Linked DNA regions of Mus musculus: regions 1, 3 and 4 are each linked to region 2. The links are chromatin contacts, called in public promoter capture Hi-C maps. All regions are on one chromosome and are shown on one strand. The core of a region is the stretch at or near the end of the contact, and the rest is flanking DNA. Distances in the headings are between cores, read along the strand shown.

Region 1 (2,700 bases), core at 130-2,629, 1.1 Mb after region 2:
CAATTCTACACATTATATTATACATAACTCACAAATCAACAGGTAATAAGTTAGTAAAAAATGGAAAAGCCTAATTCAGGAAAGATAGTTTTAATATGTACAACATTCTGCAAGACGCACATTCACACTCTCCCTCTTTTATAATAGGGTGACCCCAAAAAAAGTTACAAATTACCTTCTCTAGATTTATATTTGAAAATAAAATTGAAAACAAATTCTGATTTCAGAAATGGACATATTCAAACCTATTAGTGTCTGAATTCAGAAACTTCACTGCCCTAAGGCAAAAACATAGGATTTTTAAATTATGTCAAAAGCACCATTAATACAGAACTTTAACAAGTTTGTAGGAACTTATATGACTAGTCAATTAACCTAAAGAAATTACAGATTAAAAAGTACCAGCTTCACTACACAGCAGGCAAGTTAAAGGTCAACAAAGGAGCATTCGCTGATTAGTCATGCCAGAAATATTGTTAGAATCACTCCCATTAGAACTATCATTAAAAGTATGAGAAAGACAAGCATCAAGGGTTAAGTACAACACAATTTCCAACTTAGTTCAGTGAATACATAAGTTGAGATAAAATGATACAGAAACCAATTATACTACCAAGAACATCATTTCCAATGCACTTTGTGAACAGCTATAGGAATGAGGAATACCACTTCCTTTCTGGGTGTGGAGGGAGCCAAGCGAGGGGCTAGCTAAGTGGCTGTGCTGGGCAGGATGATCAGGATCATATGGGTGGCATTATCTGAAGTCACAACTGCCCCACTGCACGTTGAGCCCTGCGTAAGCAAAGGAAGAGGAGGCAGCTCCGTTTTCCAACCCACTGCTTTTCAGTCCCTGAGTTGAAGTTACTGATTATGCAAATCCAAAATGACACAGGTCTTTCCCTGAACCCCTTCATTCTGTGACGTACCATCAACACCATCTGCAGTTTCGCTTTCTTCTTCCTCTTCTTCTAGCATTTCAAAAGGAGTCATTATATCATAGAGAAATGAGAGGAAACCATAAAACCAATCTGAACTCTCCTCCGCTAAAATAGTAAGGACTTCCTCAAGAGAATCAATATTTTCATTACTGCCATCTTTGGTCAGGCCTACATAAGAATAAAGGAAGAGAGAAAGAGAAAACAAGAAGAGCAGTTAGGTGGAAAAAGTTAAGCTTAGGCAGAGTGATCTCAAAAGGGGGGCGTATCATGGTCCCAGGTTTACAGAAAGGTAATGCGGAGAATACAGAGACCGGTACGAAGCACACCTCCAAGTCAGGCTTCAGTCCACCCAGCAAACCTCACGCTCCTCCCAGCTCATGAGCAGATCATCTTTTTCCTACTACAGTCTTGGGCAGGAAACCCTGCAGAGTATCAGCACACTCTGCAGACAGTGATAGGAGAAAGTGATACAGAGGGCAAAGCAAACACTTCCGACAGCCTCCCAATCTGCACACTGATGAGCCAGACCTGATCATACGCCCTGGAGTAAACTGCAGGTGCTCCGGAGTACATAAGCCAGCGGATTACAGCCTGCAGCATCTCATCTGGTATCCAGACGCTCAAATATGGTCATTCATATCAAACGCCTAACTCAGTTAGTGCTATACACTCTTACAACTTGTTCAAGGCCTTGTAAGTTAGAATGAGCTGATAAGAGTCCTCTCTGCCTACCTAGAAGAACCCCGAGGAAGGCTGAGAAGGCTCTAGCAGCCACTGGCAGGGGGGGTAGGGATAGGGGACAACCCTGACCCCTCTTCCTCTTGCCCATGAAAGAAGGCATTCTTACTGCAAAGATTCTTGTTCTCTGCTGTTTTCTAAGCACTGCTCCCAAACAGGACCCTCTGAATAGAAGAAATAAAGAGGTAAATTATTATGACCGTCTCCAGTGGGAAATGACCCGAAGTAGGGAAAGACCCTTGAGATGTAAAGTCAGTTCCCTATACACTGAAAGGCCCCAGAATTTGAGGAAGAAAAGCAGGTGGTAGTTATGACAGGAAGAAATATGTGCATCAGAATCTCCAGCGCCTTCGTAACCAAAGCCGGGTCATTTCAGGTCATTTACAACACAACTTCTCCATGTACCACAACTACCAGCAATACCGACATACAAGAGATAACAGAATCCTGGCTACCTGTCAAGCTTACAGTGAACTTCTCTGCTATTGTCAACTGAAGAACAGGCCCTATCAGTTTCCACATGTGAGGAGAGAGGAAAGACACAAACTGCAGTCAGTATTTAATCAGTTTTTGACAAGTCCCGGGCTTTTTCATTTAACTTGAGTCTCCCAATGCTATGAACAGAGATCTGCATTTCCACCCAAGACCTGTGAGAACGATACTTCTCCCCACCCTAAATACTACCACCGTGTATTTAGAGAAAACCCTTGCTGTGTTTCATTATCCTCTGTGCTCTAAGTGCTTCCTATTACTACATATAAAATAAGAAACTTCCGAGCTTCAGCATGGCAAGTGGCACTGAGCAGCAAACATTTGGACAATGACCTACCTACACGGCCTAGAGTTGTGTGTGTCCTGTATATGGATGTATATATTTGTGTGTGTGTCCTGTATATATTTGTGAACATCACATACTTGTGTGTGTGCATATGTGGTGTCAGAAGTTTCTGTCAAGCATCTTCTTCATGACCCAGCACTGAGCCTGGGAGGCCTTGAGGTTCACAGTGAGTTTGCCTTGAATGTG
Region 2 (2,700 bases), core at 168-2,667:
CCACACTCTGAGAGTAAGGACCCGAGTTTCTGAACAGACACCCAGAAAAGATGACTTGAGTGAAGTCCCTTAGGCAAAACAGCCTCAAGCCTGAAGCACCCGGGGAAGGTCCCAAAGACCAGTGAACCCCATTTTTTTCAGTTGCTTTTCACATCAAGTTCCTGAGCCTTTAGCAAACCACCTCCCTAGTAATGAAGAAAAACCTAGTGAGGTCCTGCTTGTCAGTTGTGCAAATGAAGTAGCAACCAACTTCAGTCATCCTAGCATGGTACCATCAACTATAATCACAGAATGGTTGATTCCCAAGGGAAGGGATGACAGTCAGCAGGAGGCTGGCCACGAAAGCCACAAAAGCCCACTCATTCCTCCTCCAGCAACAGAAGAGAGATGGAAGCATTAAATCAGCTTCCTTACACAACTCTTAAATTTCCTGAACAGATCCACGAACATCATTCTGCTATATTCTCTCTGTTTCTCTGTCTCTCTCACTTTGTGTGTGTGTTTCTCCTTCTATTGTGGTTTCCAGAGAATGAACTCAAGACAGGCTTGCATGGCAAGTGCTTTTATCTGTACATTTTGGGGACACACTTTTTTTTAGATAGGGTCTCATGCTTGACCCCTCAGTGTTGTAAAGAATGACCCAGAATTCCTGATCCTCCTGCCTCTATCTCCCAAGTGCTGAGATTATAAATGCATGGCTTACTTGTAGTAACCTTTGTCCTTTTGATAGTCACTTTCTTGTAAGTGGGCTCTCTAGAAAACTGTTTCAGATAGTAAACTAACTCTGTCCTCCACCTTCTTTAAAATCTGGGCTTTTAAAGAACTGGGTTTGCCTCTAGTTGGCAGCACTGGCAATATATACAGAATATATTCAAAGGCAAAAGTACCTTCAAACTGCATGCACACACATATGTTTTTTACTAATTCCATCATGTCATACCAGGTATTTCCTTTCATGTTGCTTCTGTATTTATTTCAGTTTTTCGTACAATACATACACAAAACATGATTAAGCCATATATTGTACACATTACACCTATACACAACATTGCACTTAGAATCCTGGTCTGATAAACAGCATGCAAATGTATATTTACTTCAATATTTATACAGTTGGGTTTTTTTTTACATCTTTTTAAGAGCGACATAACAGCATTATAGGGACATACCACGATTACACACACACACACACACACACACACACACACACACACACACACACACACACAGAGAGAGAGAGAGGGCGGCGACTGAACCTAGCAGGCTCCGTTTCCTCGCGACTCCCCGAGCCCCGGCCTGGTAGGCGGGGCTCCGGGGTAGGCGGGACTCCGACCGGAGGGCGCGGCCGCGGCTCCTCCCCTCTCCTCCGGCGGCGCAGGCGGCGGCAGCACTTCCGGGTCGGCGCGGAGGCGGGGCGGAGGCGCCGCGGCTGTTATTGTTCCGAAGGGCTGGGCCGCTGTGCTCCGCGCTCGGCGCTGTCAGTTCGTCCCGCTGCCCCTCGGCCTTTGCTGCTGGCTCTGACGGCGACCGACGGCGGGCGGGGCCCGGGTTCGCGGCCGAGCGGCGCCGGTGAGGGCGCGGAGGAGGCGCACAGCGGGAGGAGGAGCCGTGAGCCTGGCACGGAGCGGCCGCGGCCATGGCGTACGCCTATCTCTTCAAGTACATCATCATCGGCGACACAGGTGAGGCCGGCGGCGGGCCGGGGGCGACCGGGGCGGGCAGGCGGGGCAAACGGCGGCGGCGGCGCCGAGCGGCGCGGGTCGGGGGCGCAGCGCCTCCCTTCCTCCCATCCTCCCTCGGTCCCCTGGCCGCCGCTCCATTTCCGCAGTGCTGGCGCTGGTGACGTGGGCGCTGCGAGCGGCCGCGGCCTGCCTGGGCCTTCCTTCCCTGCTCCGCCCGGGCCCGCTGCAGCCAGGCCCGCGGCAGCCGTTTGCCACTTCCCGGAGAGTGTGACAGCAGCACGGCCGTCCCCGGGGGGCCCCCGCCTCGACTGTCTCCGCGGCCCGGGGAGAGAGAGGGAAGTCGAACGAATTGGAGCGTGACGGGCCCCGGTCCAGATTTTTCTCCCTGGTCCCACCTCCCCGACCTGCACGCTTCCGTCTAGGCCCTGGCAAGGCGCACCCTGAAGTGGGACAGCCTTTTGGGGAGGAAAAAAAAAAATTAAAAAAGGAAAAGAAAAAAACCTAAATTTTTTTGGAAATATCCTCAATCTCCAAGTCCGAATAAGTGAGATCACATGACTCGATGGCAGGGCAATTCTTCTCGGGATCATTAAAGCACCATTGAGCTCTGGCGACTTTTGCCACGTGTATGCTGGCATTATTTGACTTGATAGTAATGCAAGGCAGGTCAGTGGGCTGGGTGTGAGCATACTGTGGGTATGCTGACTTACTACTGATTTTTTTTTCTTTTTTTTCGGTTTTGTCAAGTCCAGGATCACAACTGTTAATTTTCAGGTGACCTCGTGTACATTTGTAGCAAAAAAAAAAAGGAAAAAAAAGTTCCCACTTAAAAATAGCATCCTCATAAGTTTCTGAAGCAAATAAGCAAGCTGTTCATGAAATACTTTGAATACCTGCGATTTGGGCCATATTTCGAATCTAATAATAAACGTAAAGCTTATTTAGGTGTTAAAACTATTAATACACTAGAGTCTGATTTCAGTGGTGAGTGTTGCACAACCTGGACCCCTTACACAAC
Region 3 (2,700 bases), core at 173-2,672, 1.1 Mb after region 2:
AATATAACCTACCAGCCAGGCATGGTGGCGCACACCTTTAATCCCATCACTCAGGAGGCAGAGACAGGAGGATATCTGTGAGTGAGACCAGCCTGCTCTTCGAAGCAAGTTCCAGGACAGTCAGGTTTACACAGAGAAACTCTACCTCAAAAACAAACTAACAAACAAACATAAACAATAACAAAAGAAAACAAGACAAAAAACCTTACCTTCTGAGATTATGCTGGAATCATCTATGGTGTTATCTAGGAAAATAAATGAATAAGCCAATCACATTACATTAACTCTTGCTCCACTTAGATCAGTGACTCTCAGCCTCCCCAATGCTATGACCCTTTAATATAGCCCATGTTGCCATGACCCCCAACCACGGAAGTATTTTCATTGCTACTTCTCAACTGTAATTTTGCTACTAGAATGAATTATTTCTGATGGTTTTCAATGACCCCTGTGAAAGGGTCATTTGACACACAAGGGAGTCACAAACCTCAATGACCCCTGTGAAAGGGTTACTTGACACACAAGGGAGTCACAAACTGCAGGTTGAGAACCAATGACTTAGATACCTAAAGTGGCTAATATCCACTCAGAAAGTGTTATCTAGGCTGGATCTCCTTATGGGACACTCCCATAAAGAGTCTTTACTTATTCCACAAAATCCACTTTAATGCTAAATTGTATTCAAAAGTTTAATCTCACTCCTGCTGACATAAAATAAATATTGAATAAATATAAAATGTATAGTTCATTACTGGTTGCAAGTGCTGTGCTGTTTTATGCAAGGGCCTAGAGTATCTTTGGATTTTGATATCTGTTGGCCATCCTAGCAGCAAATTCCTGGCAGAAACCATGTTTGACAACTCCTAAATACTTATTCCTACTCTCTGTTCCACAGCTACGCAGTTACTATAGGAAAAACTCACCTGAAATCGCGACCCCTTCATGCTCTGAGGGTTCATATACTATGAAGTAAATAGAAAACAGAAATCATGCAGCACTGAGTAAAAATAAGGACAGACAGTGTCCTACAGGCTTGCCTTATTTCATTTATAAACATTTTAAGCCTCAGGCTTACTCACTAACAATGTAGATTACAGGGCAGGGACAGGAGTATTTGGCTAAATGCTATAAAACAAGCCATCTGGGCTCACATTTTAGCTAGTGGGTAGCCATGGGAGATGGAAGTTTCATGTTCTCCTTCCCTTACAGGGGCAAGTATAAGTTCCTCCCATAATCACTGTTAGCGAGATCTGCTGATGACTTAACAGGGAGTCTCCTTTCCTGGTTTTCCAGTCTGTGTGCGCTCTCCCCTGCTAATTATCCCAGGATCCCAGTTTTGCCAGGCAGTCTTTAGTTTGCACAGTGATTGGGTTGGAGACAAACACCCCTGCTGGTACCCTCTCAGCAGGAACTGGCTGACAGAACCTTTAATTTACCATGGTAACCAGGGCCCAGGGGACTGGAGTTTCTGTGCTCTGATGCAAAGGCTGGTGTCCCATGGCTCGCTCCCACACCCCCACAGCCCCACACAGAGCGGCAGGAAATCTCCTTAGTCAACTGACCTTCGAAAAAGCTTCCAGTATTTGGTACACCAGAACCAAACCTTCTGGCCCGCCTCCGTGGTAATACATCTTACCAAAATGTATTATAATGCAATGATACATTAACAAAGAACTGTTTTTGAATATTGATGTTAGACATATTCTTTTAGACATTATTCTTGATATTAGAGTACAATCATGTCAGTGAGCCGTTAGCATTAAACACGTACAAATCAACCTCCCTTGGCAGATCCCAGAAGCAAACTGTCACTCCTTTCCTCTCCTCAACCCACACATCTGCCTGAAAAGGAGCCCAGGAGAAGGGCAGGGACAAGCCTTACCCAGGGTACTCCTAAGCTCAGCCTTCCGGGTCTCAGCAGCAGGTCTCTCTCCACCCCCGCCCTGGGTGTGCAGGGCTCCCTTTCCTCGTCCTCAGCCTTCCCCATTGGCCAGTTCTTTTTTCAGTAGGCAACAGAAATGTGCCCTCAGACTCAGGACCTATCCCCAACCCCTGACCCCTGACCCCTGACCTCACCGTCCTCTCCTTACAAGATTCACAGTCTGGCTCCAATTACCTGCTAGTGCCCAGGAGTCCCATGGAGCCCTGGACTCCACTGCAAGCTGAACACCAGCAAATGGCTTCTCTGGTCTCACCTCTTGGGTGGCTCAAAGCACCCCCACTACCAGTTTGTAAGAAACTGGGTCCAAGGTCTCTCTGCCTCCCAGTTTCTCTTTTCTTAGAGGAAAAAAATCTAATATCCATTAAGCCTGCAGGAGTCAGAGTTGCCAGCATCTTGTTCTCCCACTCGCTTTCCACATAAATGCAGCAAACCCTAACAATTTGACCCTCTAGACATTTCTCAGACACCTTCGCCACCCTCCACCTTTGCTGGCAATACCCTGGTTTCCTGGCATAAACTGCCACCATTGCCATCCAATCCGTCCACTGAAACACTCATTAAACTATGAAGAATGCAGACTTGACTTCACATTGCCCTGTGTGGCACCCCAAGATGGAGATAATGTCCTTGACTTCGCCTACACATGGATCAAAGGGTCTTCTTAACTTCATTCCTCTTTCTCCCCAGAGAATCCATAAACAGATGTTACCAAGCACCCTCATCTCCAGGCATTTAATCCACACGCCAGCATGCATCAA
Region 4 (2,700 bases), core at 107-2,606, 1.6 Mb before region 2:
TATAAGATGCTTGTCTGGATGCTTCATTTGCTATCACACCTACCTTAACAGAATTCAGCTACTAGTACAGAACTGACAAAGGCATTTCAGAAGTGACCAAGTCAAAGAATCAAAGCCAGAAGAAACTGCCCTAATTAAATCACAATATAGACATGGGAGGAGCAACTGAGAATAACTGACTTGTCTGCAGCAGCTACTTGCATTTCACTCTGATGAAACAGTTTAGAGGATCAGGAGTCTCACTCCATGATGACATAAACCCATATACCTGTTCTGGACTACAGAGCTCTAAAGTAAGTCTATGTGCTTAAAGATACATATATCTACAACACACACACACACACACACACACACACACACACACGCACACATGCATACACACACAGAAAAACCCAGTCTTTTTAGCAGAGCTATTACTTGGCTTAAACCATGGATGGGGTATGACTCTGTAGTAACATGGCTATTTTTCAAACAAGCATAGTAGAATTTAACAATAGACATGACTTTTCAAAGTAAAGGTTTCTTTAGACAATTCTTATGAATTCAATTGTCTGACAAATCCTGTTTTAGAATTACCTTCTTGGGTGTTTGCAAAATTGTTAAGGATTTAATAAATTTAAAATCAAATCAATCAGATGTATGCTAATATAGGAGTATGTTATATGGAATCCATAACTTTATCTAAAAAACCTTCTGACTCTGTTATATTCTTGAATATTTTCCTATTACTGTACTACAGGCAAAAACCAAAAAAACTAAAAAACAAAACAAAAATCTCAAAATTAAATGTAGTAAATAGACAAGCTCATTTATTAGGCAGTAGGCCAACCTCACAAAATATTGTCAACTAAATAACAAAGCTAATTTTTGAATACTTTATGACTTGAAAAATCCTTCTTTATGGACAATTACAGTAGAGCTGTTCTCAATGTCCTTCAAACTAGGGCAACACTTTCATGGCTATTGCATGGTGTTACTTGGAACCTTGAATCTCTGAGATGGTTGCAGTGTGTGCAGGTAACTTGTGACTTCCTTCCAACAACAGAAGCTCGAGGCTCAGGCACACCTGAACAATTACATTACACCTCTAACCAAGCAGAACAGCTCTTTTTCTTTCTTTCTCATTTGCGTATGGTACTGGGGTTCTGCAAGGACCACATAGGTAAGAATGGAGTCTTGGTTAATCATGTGAAACTGATGGATGCTGGCACTCAGGCCTGAATTCACTTAAATTCTGATACCAAATACAGTATAGAGGGACTGAAACTTGTGAATGGATACTTCCTGTCTGCTCATGGCACTGAACCCCAAGGGATGCCCTAAACCATAAGACTTAAAACCACAAAATACATTCTTCCTTTTTTCTGTTCTCTTTTCTCTTTTGGGGCCTACCAAATCCTCTCTGTACACAGCTATTTCCTTGAGCTGATATTGGCTGAACACTTAGAAACCACAGAATTATGTTGAGAGGTTAACACTCATTCCACGATAAAACTGTGTGGCTGTGTCATATGCGGAAATTGCCGGTATTGTTAAAGCTTCAGAGGGAGGAGTGAAGGTCACTTTCTTTTTTATGGCATTAGGCACATGGGCTTGGAGGGTGTTGGTGGATGGCAGCCACCAACTGTGTATGAAGCAACGGTGCTGCCAAAACTGTGAATAATTAACAGATCTGAAAATATAAATAGATGAAACCAATGGCACGTTTGCCAGGAGGGTTGACCATCACAACTTGGCTTCCCAAGGGCAAGTTTCTTCAAGAGCACCATTTCCCACCTGTCCCAGGCTGACTATGGAAAGTTGAGGGTGTATTTTGGTTTGGTTATTTTGTTTCATTTTATCCATATTGGTATAGGCTAAGGCAAAGTGTCTGTGAGGCAGACACAGGGCAGATGAACGAGTATTTGTAACACTTGATATTCAAACCCTTTGGGATAGAACATTTTATGCTTGAAAATATTTTCACTGGATATATGTACAGCCCCCTTTCACCTAGAACTGTTGATAAAAATAAGTCTTTTTTTATTGTGCTGTAATAGAGTATTCTAAAACTCTACACCTGAACTCTCTCAAAATACAACCCGTTTTCTTCTTAATACACATAGCAGAGCATGAAAACCATGTGTTAGCTGCATGATGAACTGGCAAGCCACAGTTTTGATTTCTTCCTTCCTTCTTTCCTTCCTTCCTTCCTTCCTTCCTTCCTTCCTTCCTTCCTTCCTTCCTTCCTTCCTTCTTTCTTTCTTCCTTTCTTTCTTTTGGTCATAGGACCATTTGGTTCTGCACATAATATTCTTCTGAGGAAAATGGTATACATTCACCTTTGAACTGAATTATTTTATGGTAATTAAGTGGATTTGACTCTCACCATTTTCCTGCCTTTAGGGTAAGACTTCATCTCAGTTTTCCTGTATAATTTCATTCGTTTTTCAGCTGCTTGCTTTCTATTCCTACTTCTATATGGTTTTGCTTTCTTAATTTCTACTTCTTTAGTTGCCCACAGATATGTGTTTTCTTCGTTATTCCAATGAGCTATATTTAGAAGCTAATATGCTACATTCCTTTAAAATACTTGAGTTTCAACTCCCCAGTACCCATATGTTATTTTCTATGTCTATATGATGTGGTAATAAAAGAGTTTTCAAAAACGTCTTGGAACTGGAGATTTTTATGTTTTGAGGAATTCCCAGGCAAGCTTTG

What was found. Promoter capture Hi-C pulls out the DNA fragments that hold promoters and counts their contacts.
Region 1: a contact with region 2 is called in a promoter capture Hi-C map of neutrophils, with 4 times the contacts expected there. The contact joins the enhancer-like site here to the promoter of Rab2a in region 2. A contact is called at or near these places in 10 of 39 promoter capture datasets (the 3T3-L1 cell line, 3T3-L1-derived adipocytes, the C10 cell line and 7 more) and 4 of 115 datasets of contacts at active chromatin or transcription factors (the 230-238 cell line, astrocytes and large pre-B cells).
Region 3: a contact with region 2 is called in a promoter capture Hi-C map of hippocampal neurons, with 4 times the contacts expected there. The contact joins the enhancer-like site here to the promoter of Rab2a in region 2. A contact is called at or near these places in 5 of 39 promoter capture datasets (the C10 cell line, HPC-7-derived erythroid cells, hematopoietic stem and progenitor cells and 2 more) and 1 of 115 datasets of contacts at active chromatin or transcription factors (astrocytes).
Region 4: a promoter capture Hi-C map of pre-B cells shows a contact between it and region 2, with 4 times the contacts expected there. The contact joins the enhancer-like site here to the promoter of Rab2a in region 2. A contact is called at or near these places in 5 of 39 promoter capture datasets (HPC-7-derived erythroid cells, frontonasal cranial neural crest, liver and 1 more) and 1 of 115 datasets of contacts at active chromatin or transcription factors (astrocytes).

Annotation. Positions count from the first base shown.
Region 1 is chr4:9,629,847-9,632,546 of GRCm38.p6, forward strand. All of the region lies in intron 3 of Asph (aspartate-beta-hydroxylase), which reads right to left. Among named protein-coding and RNA genes, the nearest start is that of Asph, 38 kb to the right of the region's middle. Within about 2 kb of position 1,380, at least 108 of the 459 cell types and tissues checked have an H3K27ac peak or open chromatin away from gene starts, as enhancers often do. A contact at or near this core is called in the 230-238 cell line, hematopoietic stem and progenitor cells and neutrophils, where this site is marked.
Region 2 is chr4:8,534,227-8,536,926 of GRCm38.p6, forward strand. It overlaps Rab2a (RAB2A, member RAS oncogene family), which reads left to right and starts at 1,418. Exons shown (of 8, transcript NM_021518.3): 1 at 1,418-1,682. The coding sequence starts at 1,637.
Region 3 is chr4:9,594,454-9,597,153 of GRCm38.p6, forward strand. Asph (aspartate-beta-hydroxylase) reads right to left here. Exons shown (of 24, transcript NM_023066.3): 11 at 924-962; 12 at 210-245. Among named protein-coding and RNA genes, the nearest start is that of Asph, 73 kb to the right of the region's middle. Within about 2 kb of position 1,423, at least 43 of the 459 cell types and tissues checked have an H3K27ac peak or open chromatin away from gene starts, as enhancers often do. A contact at or near this core is called in astrocytes and hippocampal neurons, where this site is marked.
Region 4 is chr4:6,923,530-6,926,229 of GRCm38.p6, forward strand. All of the region lies in intron 1 of Tox (thymocyte selection-associated high mobility group box), which reads right to left. Among named protein-coding and RNA genes, the nearest start is that of Tox, 66 kb to the right of the region's middle. Within about 2 kb of position 1,357, at least 92 of the 459 cell types and tissues checked have an H3K27ac peak or open chromatin away from gene starts, as enhancers often do. A contact at or near this core is called in liver and pre-B cells, where this site is marked.